Regions from separate parts of the Zea mays genome. Here region 2 is linked to region 1. Evidence: chromatin contacts called from public Hi-C data. All regions are on one chromosome and are shown on one strand. The core of a region is the stretch at or near the end of the contact, and the rest is flanking DNA. Distances in the headings are between cores, read along the strand shown. Region 1 holds the start of LOC100276061. Region 2 holds the start of LOC100275570 (Protein TRM32).

Region 1 (4,456 bases), core at 1,193-3,692:
AAAATACATTTGTAGCACCTTGAACAAGAGCAGAGCTATATCGTAGCGATATTTCTTTTTCATCAAGAGGGGCTTCAAACAACTGCATAACAAAACTGTAATCAGTAAACTAAGTTTAAATATGGATGTATCTATAATTGGGAGAATCATGTCTTGTGAAGGAATAATCAAACTAAATTTTACTGCATCCTGAGATTAACGTTTTTGACCAATGATTTGTGTTTACATGTCAACCTAAACTACATGATTTCTTTTCTGAAAATTTAAATGAATACTTTTAAAAGATATGAACTCGAAATAGAAACCATGGTATCTTGATAATGTACTTGGCATGTATTTAATACATCCTCCGACCATTTGTTAACTTACTAACACAGCATACCCATTTCTGGAAAAGAAGTGCAAATATGTTGGCCGCGAAGGACTGGCTCCAGAGTTGCACAATCAACTCAAGTATACGCCTGCCACTTTCAGGCACTCTAACAAAATGATTGGCAAGAATCTCATAGAAGCATAGCCAACCATCCTCCCGTTCATCTGCTGGAGCAATGCCATCATCACTCTCACTCATAATTGCATCTGTTCAAGTATAATGCAGTTTGTTATTCTAGGATTTTCTGCTTCAGGGTCCAAAAAAGATCACAGTGAATGTGGACACAATAACCTTAAAAGAATTTATTTATCATAAGGGGAAGTTGTGACTTAACATAAATATACAGCAACAAAACATAGTACTCTGCTGACTCCAGGAAATCCAAAGATGCATTACTATTGCTCCAAGTGAGAAATTGGTTAAATTTCTTTCAATTGCTCTGCTCATCCTATATTCCTATGTGATAATGTGAATGTGCAAACTGAATGTATTGTCTGATGAACATGTCTGCAAAAACCATGGTGCACACAATCTAAGCTCAATCCTAGTAATTAGCATCACATAAACACAAGAAAACGATACATGTTGTCACTTTCTGAAGCAGAAATAGTGCATGTTATACCAGTTCAAAGCAGCCAATATGAGAACAGACAGATGCAAAGAACTTACCATTCCATCAAAAGATACATTTTGTCATGAAACGAACCAATAGTGTAGTGTAGCAATCTCAATATAACAATTTGGAAATGACAAGTTCACAACATCTGTTCTATTATTTCCTTTTGACTACCATGTCAATGATGTCATCATACATCATAGTTGCAAGCCCATACAACTGCTGTAGCAAAACTTTTTACTAACTTTGCTGCATTGGACGGCAACTTTCAGAATAATTCCAAGCATTATATCGATAGCAAGCATGAAACATCTAATATATATGGAAAGAAAAGTCCAATGAAATTAGCGGCCAAAACTATGTGAGATATGGCACCTCGAGCGCGATCATCCACCTTCAATGCGATGTCAGCAAACAATTGCTGAAGTATCTGAAGACGCTGTGAGTTGGACATCAGGGCCTGCATGGAAGATAGTCAAACAGGTGACATTATGATTTTTTGTTGTTGTTATTAAGAAAGTATTGTTGAAAAACGAGATTATTACATGGAGGTTATACAACTATTTTGATATAGCTTCCGACTCTCTGCCTATCTATATGCACACAGCTCTCAAAGTTCCAGAAGGTGACATTATGATCTCAACCACTCCAACGGAATGTAGACATCATATATACAAATGTGGCACCTATGAGTGAAATTACTCTTGTTGCCTAAATCGTTTCAGATGATAGTAACGGCCTTTTTACATCAAAACCACCATATAGGAAGCGAAAAAGGACAGTTTGTGGGGGGGGGGGGGGGGGGGGGGGGGGGGGGGGGCGACAAAGGTGGTTTGGGGGTGATTATGAGTAGGTGAGAGAATGTCCATTATCCTCCCGTCTGCCGTCATCGCCGCCGCCCACAGCGGCCTCAACGCGGTGCACCCAGACGCGTGCCGCCTACAATCTAGGGCCTCTGCAATCCCGCCGCCGCCGCCCTCGAATTTCTCGCGAAGCGATGTGAGCGCGTGCGCGCGACAGAGATTGGTCCTCGATTAAGCGCGACGAACACGAATTGACGGGCGCCAGCCGGCGCACGGTAGGGGAAGCGGTGGGTTACCTTGTGCAGCTTGCGCTCGATCTCCAGGGAGAGCGCCTCGAGGCGGTCGTAGGAGCCGCGGCGCCCCATATCCGCGCACGCCTGAGGTGATCGTCGGCGCCGCGGGGGGTGGCGGTCCTGCAAATTAAGCGGTGGAACTGGTCCAAAATAATCTCTCCTCTCCCTCCCTCCCTTCCTCTCTCTCTTCCGTGTTTGATGGATGGATGTGGATATGGATACGGACGTGGAGGTCCGGATCTGCCGCCCCTGTCACGCTCCCTGACACGTGCCGCCCGTCGGACCAGCGACGCCCGGTTGCGCTTCCGCCTTGCTGTCCTCCTGTCCGGTTGCCGACGAGCCCAAGCATGCAAAGTCCACACCCACACAGGGCCACAGATCACAGCCAAACTCCGTCTGAGTTTTTTTTTTAAAAAAAATTGCGCTTGGAAGGATATGTGTAACTGAAAATGCGAACGTTGAATTTAGCAATTCATTCGCAAACTGAACCACGCATGCAGAAACGCATGCGTACAAAAACCCTCTCAATAAGCAGATGAAATTTCGATTTGCTTTTGGTGAGCTACAGCTAGCCTCCACCGCGCATCGTCAGAAAGACTCGCCGCTCGCCGGCCATCCGCCGCGTCGCCTTTGGATTTTGGACTGACCATGAGTCCATAAGGCCCAGAACCAGGCGTATTGGGACAGGTTGATTCGTGTGGCGGGCTTTCATTGATAGGCCCAATTAAAGTTATCCTATTTTTAACCAAAGATCACATTCAAAATCAGAACAAGAGCTGAGGAACAGAACGGCTCCTTTTTGGAGAGGAAGGGGTGAAGGGGGGATCAAGATGGATGGAAGTTTAAATCAAGTCGTTCGAGTTTAAGAAAAACAAACATCAAAAGTTTTTTTCACAAAAACAATTTGATGGATTCCCAAGCAGTTTGATGGACTCCCATCAGTGCTGTATAAATAAACCAAGAGGAAGAAAAATATGTCCTCTTTCTCTATTCTCCGTGTGAATGAACAACAACAATGCACATTCATGTCTACGTCGGAAAAAGTTTTGGCCGGTAATTTTGATGACATGACATTGATTTAAATAACACTAGTTCTATTTATTTTAGTTCTATGATCTAGCAGTATCTAAATTTTATAAAATTTTACACATAAATTAGTAATAAGATATTACATGTGCCCTATTTTTCTGTAATTTTAAAAGTATCAGCTTAATTACCTAAAAATAAAACTAAATTCAAAGATATTAATATTTTTGTATCTAATTTATTTATTATTTTTATAGGCTAAAAAGTTACTAACGCTAACTAATACTATTATTAAATAACTAAATTCTTTTGTTGTTTTTTAAAGAAAATTAATTACTAACTAAATCCATTTAATATTTATTTTTTTAGAAACACTTAGTAAACAGTAATAAAACAATCTCTAATTTTACATATATATTTTTTAGCTAAAATAATTTATACAAATATTTTTTTTAGAATTTATTGAGAACTTTGAATCTAAACCCATATAAAGTCAGACATATTTATATAAATTATGGGTCCATACTTTAAGTTCTCAGAAAATTTTATAAATATTTGTGTAAGTTATTTTATCTAACAAAAGATCTATGTAAAAATTAGATATTGTTTTTATTACTGTTGCTAAGTGTTTATAAAAAATAAATATAAAATTAATTTAGTTAATAATTATCTAATAAAATTAACAAAACTTTCAGTATAGTCTCAGATGATAAAAAATAAATTAGAGACAAAAAATATTAAGCTCTGTTTATATAGTTTGTATTTTTTAGTAATTAAGGTGCAACTCTTATAATTCAAGAAAAATTAGGACATGCCCAACGTCCCAAATTATAATTTATTTTAGTTAATTAATAGATTCATACAATAGTTGATGTATATATTTTATATATGCCTAGGTCCATCTTTATTACCAATTAAAAAACAAAGATAAAAAAATAACTACTATTTTGGAACTGAGGGAGTATATAATATCTTTATTACCAATTTATGTTCATAACTATATAAGTTTTGTTGCTAGATCACAAAACTAAAATAGATAAAATTATCTCTTTTTAGGTTTGTTAGGGAGCAAGAATATCAGAGGGGCTAAAATCCTCTTGCTATTTAAATTGAATATCATGAAGATTTTAGTCGCTTCGATCTTGCTATTTAAAATTAAATATCAAAAAGATTTTAGTCCCTTCAATCATCTACAGTATCATTGCTCCTAAACAAATCATTAGCAAATTTACGTACCAATTACCATAGACGGTGATTATTGTATTACCTGGGAACGTTAAGTTACTTTACTATATATGTGATTAAAGAACCATAATTCGTAACGAAGAGCTTGATCCAACAGCAA
Region 2 (4,475 bases), core at 1,306-3,805, 320 kb after region 1:
GCAGCATATGTGATGAAAATTTAAGAGGTGCCTTATGCGTGCCTTATGCCCTTACGCCATTTATTGTCACATCCACAGGCACCGGCCTTCTGTGTACACTCTGCAGATTAGCAGATCAGCATGCTAGTCTATTTACTTCCCATAATGAGGTGGAACGCACAAGCAGTTATTGTTCATGTTGGACCGACCGCTCAAGAGGGTGGGTTTTGCAGGCATGTTCATGCTCCCATGTGCTTGGGTGAGACTTGAAAGTATCTCATAATGTATGGGTTGGTCATGAATTATTATTATTATTATTTTTTATTTTTTTTGCATCACATGCTAGCAACATGGATTGCTCTGCCCCTCAACTTATTGCTACGTGGCGACCTGGTGGTGTGGTGCTCTGCCCTCAACTTTTAGACCTGCAGCATAGGGCTAATTTACCTCCAGATATTGGCCAAAATGTGTTGGAATAGCAAACACTTCCTAAACTGGCATGCTGAGTTTGCAGCTTGTTTTTACATATCCTAAGGACTAGTTTAGGCTCCAATCCCCTCCGGTTCTGTGGCTCCCAAACTAGCCTTAAACTAGCTGAATGATGCGCACGGAATATGTGGGCTGACAAGTAAGAACTGATAGTCTTTGAAAGTGGAGCTAGTAGCAAAGCTAATTGTAGCATCTTTTACTACTTGATGCGAACTAATGCTACTCTAACTTTGTGAGCTGACAAGTAAGAAATGATAGTACGCCGGAATAGGTGGGCTGACAAGTAAGAAATGATAGTCTTTGAAAGTGTGGAGCTAGTAGCAAAGCTAATTGCAGCATCTTTTACTACTTGATGCGAACTAATGCTGCTCTAACTTTGTGGTTGTGCCACTAGTTGGTACTAATATTGGGAATTCTATTAGAATTCGCATCTACTAGAAATGTTCTGTGTTGATCTGAATGGACGACCATGTCTGGGTTGGATGGAAATATTGTTTTTTTTCTTCTTCTTCTTCCATAGATTCGTTCAGTTTTCTGCTAGTTTTGTTTTTTCTCCCGTCACATTTTCCTTCCCTGCAGGCTGCAGTGGAGGATGTACAGCTTTTGTCCTCATGTGTGTCATCTGCTAACCCGATTGTCTCTCCGCCACCAATGCAGCTAATTAAGAAGTACGTACTATCCTTCAAGGCAGCGGCCGACCCTCCCTCTTGAAACCTGGGAAAGCCGGGAGGCCAGTGGTCCTCAGCCCGAAGGCCAGCCTGTCAGACTAGAGCGAGAAGGCGTGACGTGCGCCAACTACACCTACCAGTGGGTCGGGTTCAACGTCGCCACGCCGCAGACCGTGCGCGGGCTACGTCTTCCTCGTCGTGGCCGCGGCTATCGTATTCATGACCAATTGGGCGCTCGGCAAGCACAGGCGTCTCAAGACCGGAAACTTTCCTGCTGACCGTCACTTCCGTAGGCGTAGCTTGCTCTCTCTTTGTCGCCGCCGGTCCCTTGGCGATCACTGACCTGTACGTGCTGAGAGCAGTGACCAGCCCCAATTGCAGTGTCTCTCCAGCATTCCAGCGCCAGCCAGCGTAACAGCTCCAACATCTGCACACTGGAGGTTCTCCATGTAACATATTTGACATTTCAGGACGTATAAACTAAACGAATCCACGGCCACACGGTCTTAGGATATTCTCTCTCTCTCTCTCGGTTCACCCCTTGATTTTTTTTTATTTGTTGACGAGGTTATATAAATAAGATCGTCTGAGTTTGACAGGATTGACCGGGTTGAGCTGGTCATTGGCGTCTGGTCTGGCCGATGCTACTTGCGGATGGGACACTTGAGCCAATCACGAGCCTGGAATTTCGGCAGCAACTCCAAGGTTGTCTTTTTTTTTCTGTTTATACCCCCATGCCCATCACCGGTGTGGACGTGTGGTGTGTGGTATGGCAGCAGTCGGTGCCCAAAACCAAAAGACGGGTGCAGCACGCAAATCACAAGCTAGCCATGGCCCATGGGTCAATGGAAACTGTTTAAATCTATGACATCAGCACCTTCAGCAACCGCCGTCCTCCTCAATTCCTGCTCGCCGGGCGCGGTTGACAACGGCGACACCCCGTCATCTTGTGGGTTCATATCATATTAGCTTAATCCAATTTTTTTTGCCTAAATTACTATTACAGGAAGAGCGAACACATCATTCTTACATGTTGCTAGTGCTAGATTATAGTGATTAATAATATATACAGCCATAAAGTTGAGGCGGTCTTGAGCTAATGCAGAAATAACCCTTTGTGTTGCGTCCGTGTCCATCGTTTATTATGGACATTGATATTTATTTAAATCAGTTTTTCCCAATCCAAAAGCTATATAATAAACTAAATAAATGCGGTAAAAAGACAGCAAAGTTTTCAGAGGACAGCATAGCTACGTCTCTTGTCCTCCCTCCACACACGCCCCCAAAAAAAAAAAACTGTTCAACCAGAAGAAGTTTTCAACTACCAACGCCCGCCACCCGGACATCCAGGGAAAGCCCGCCACGGACCGGAATTTAACGGAAACACCCTCTCCTCGCATCTGTTCTCCCTCCCTGCGTGGATCCACCGTTTCTTTCCATTCCCGTTTCCGTTCCTCGGTCCTCACCAACAAACCCCTTCCGGAACTCCCAAGCCTCCGATCCTCGCCTCAGAAACCTGCCGGATTTGCGGGCCTCTCAGGCGTCGTATGGAACCAGCCAGGTCAGTTCGCTGCGTGTTTCGCGACCGCTTCTCGGCGGCGGCGGCGGCGCTGCTTTGCGTTGCGCGTTTAATCTGTTCGTGGGAAGGCGTCACCCGTTCGTGCTGGTTTCATGGACCAATACGAGCCGCGGAACCGCGATCGCTGATAGCTCTGGAGTCGACTTGTTTGTTTCCATTCGTGTTCTTCGGAACGCGTTTTCACATGTGCTTAATTTGGTTTCGTACTTTGGTTTTTTTTTTCTGTTCCGCGCTGATTTTGTTGGGAAGGAAACAAGATGCCCTCGTTTTTTTGTTCGGATCGGTAAGAGATGCCACCGTTCGATGCCATCTTTTGTATGCACTTCAGGATTTAGTGTTTCATTCTGTCTATGCTTTTTTTTCCTTTCGAGTTCTGTGCCCGACGGGGACATTAAGCAGTTACAGTAAGCACTAACCAATAAATCTGTCACGGAACCTGTTAGAGACGTGGGGCTAAAAAGTGATTTGATTTTTTTTTACCTTTTTCATGGTTCCAGTGACATGTGGAGTCATGCAATTGCTCCGTCAGCGTGTTCTCCCACCTGTGAAGCTTTGAGCAATCGTACTGGCGTCTTTCACTCCCTCACTCTTCTTGGCTTTGTTTGATTGGAGATAGCCAGATAGGTTGATGCGCATCATGATCTTATTTATGTTCATTTCTTATTTATGCTGGCACTTGTGTTTGCTGTTCTTGCTCATGTTCATTTCTTATTTATGCTGGCAATAAATACTGGACACGAGCTTAGCAGTATATGTTGCTTAGCACGTGGCTAATATTTCCCAAAGTTTGCCTCTCCCCATTAGAAGCTTCCTCGCTCTCCTTATGTTTGTACTGAGTTTTTTTATTTATTTAGAAACGCGGCAAGACAATTGCCGACTGAAATGCACTGGAGATGTTTGGCCATGGAACAAGTACTTAAGTAAAAAACGGCCTGAAAATCACAATCTTTTTTTTCTTCATCTGGGTGGCGTATGACTCACTCCTCTATAACCATCTTATCGTTGATTAGCATTAGAGGCAATAATCTGATTATTGATTAGCAATGGATACTCGAACTAACACGGATAGGGAAATATATCTTGTAATCAGTCTGTCTTAATAAATGCTTACATTGCAGTTGGGGTTTGCTGTCTTCATGTTTCCCGAAAGCAGAGTGTTGTGTCCGCATCTTTGGTTGATTAGTCTAGAAAAGGTGGGGGGGAGGGGGGAAGCTTTGTTAAGCTGGCTTTTATTCGCACATTAGTCGATTATGGTAAAAATTATATTCTATCTTTACTTTATGCGTTTTCTCAGGATTAGCTCCTCCTTTAGCTTACTGAATTTGTGGACACTTTGTTTGGAGACCATCTTTTCCTGTATTAAGTTTGTTAGGCGCAGACACTTTTTTTTTAACGCAATGCACATACACTTTTCGTGTATGGTCTGGTGGCAATGATTTAAATGGAGCGGGATAGACATTAGGTTTGTTAATCAGTGGACAGTCTGTTGCTGTTCATGACAGGTGGGAAAGTTGAGCGAAGCTGAAACCGTGTCCCTTATTTTGCAAGGGTGGTGCTCATAAGGAACCACCCCCCTCTTCTTTGCTGGTGGGAGAACACCAAATGGCCCAGCTGTTGCACCATCAGGATTCTGCATTCTACAGCAAGGAATTGCACGGGTGCCGGTGGGGTATTCTTCAATTCTTTGGGTTTCGCCGTCGCCTACGGTCCACAAAGATGCTCTCTGACAAGAGACATGGTCAGGAGAAAAACAGCCGTGG

The links. Hi-C and Micro-C count contacts between places; a contact is called where the count stands out from the background.
Region 2: a Hi-C map of ear shows a contact between it and region 1, with 2.1 times the contacts expected there. The contact joins the promoter of LOC100275570 here to the promoter of LOC100276061 in region 1. A contact is called at or near these places in 2 of 25 Hi-C or Micro-C datasets (ear and leaf).

Annotation. Positions count from the first base shown.
Region 1 is chr3:17,286,948-17,291,403 of Zm-B73-REFERENCE-NAM-5.0, forward strand. It overlaps LOC100276061, which reads right to left and starts at 2,443. Exons shown (of 11, transcript NM_001374095.1): 1 at 2,089-2,443; 2 at 1,365-1,449; 3 at 383-579; 4 at 1-82. The coding sequence starts at 2,157.
Region 2 is chr3:17,605,262-17,609,736 of Zm-B73-REFERENCE-NAM-5.0, forward strand. LOC100275570 (Protein TRM32) reads left to right here and starts at 2,556. Exons shown (of 5, transcript NM_001149622.1): 1 at 2,556-2,697; 2 at 4,218-4,474. The coding sequence starts at 4,318.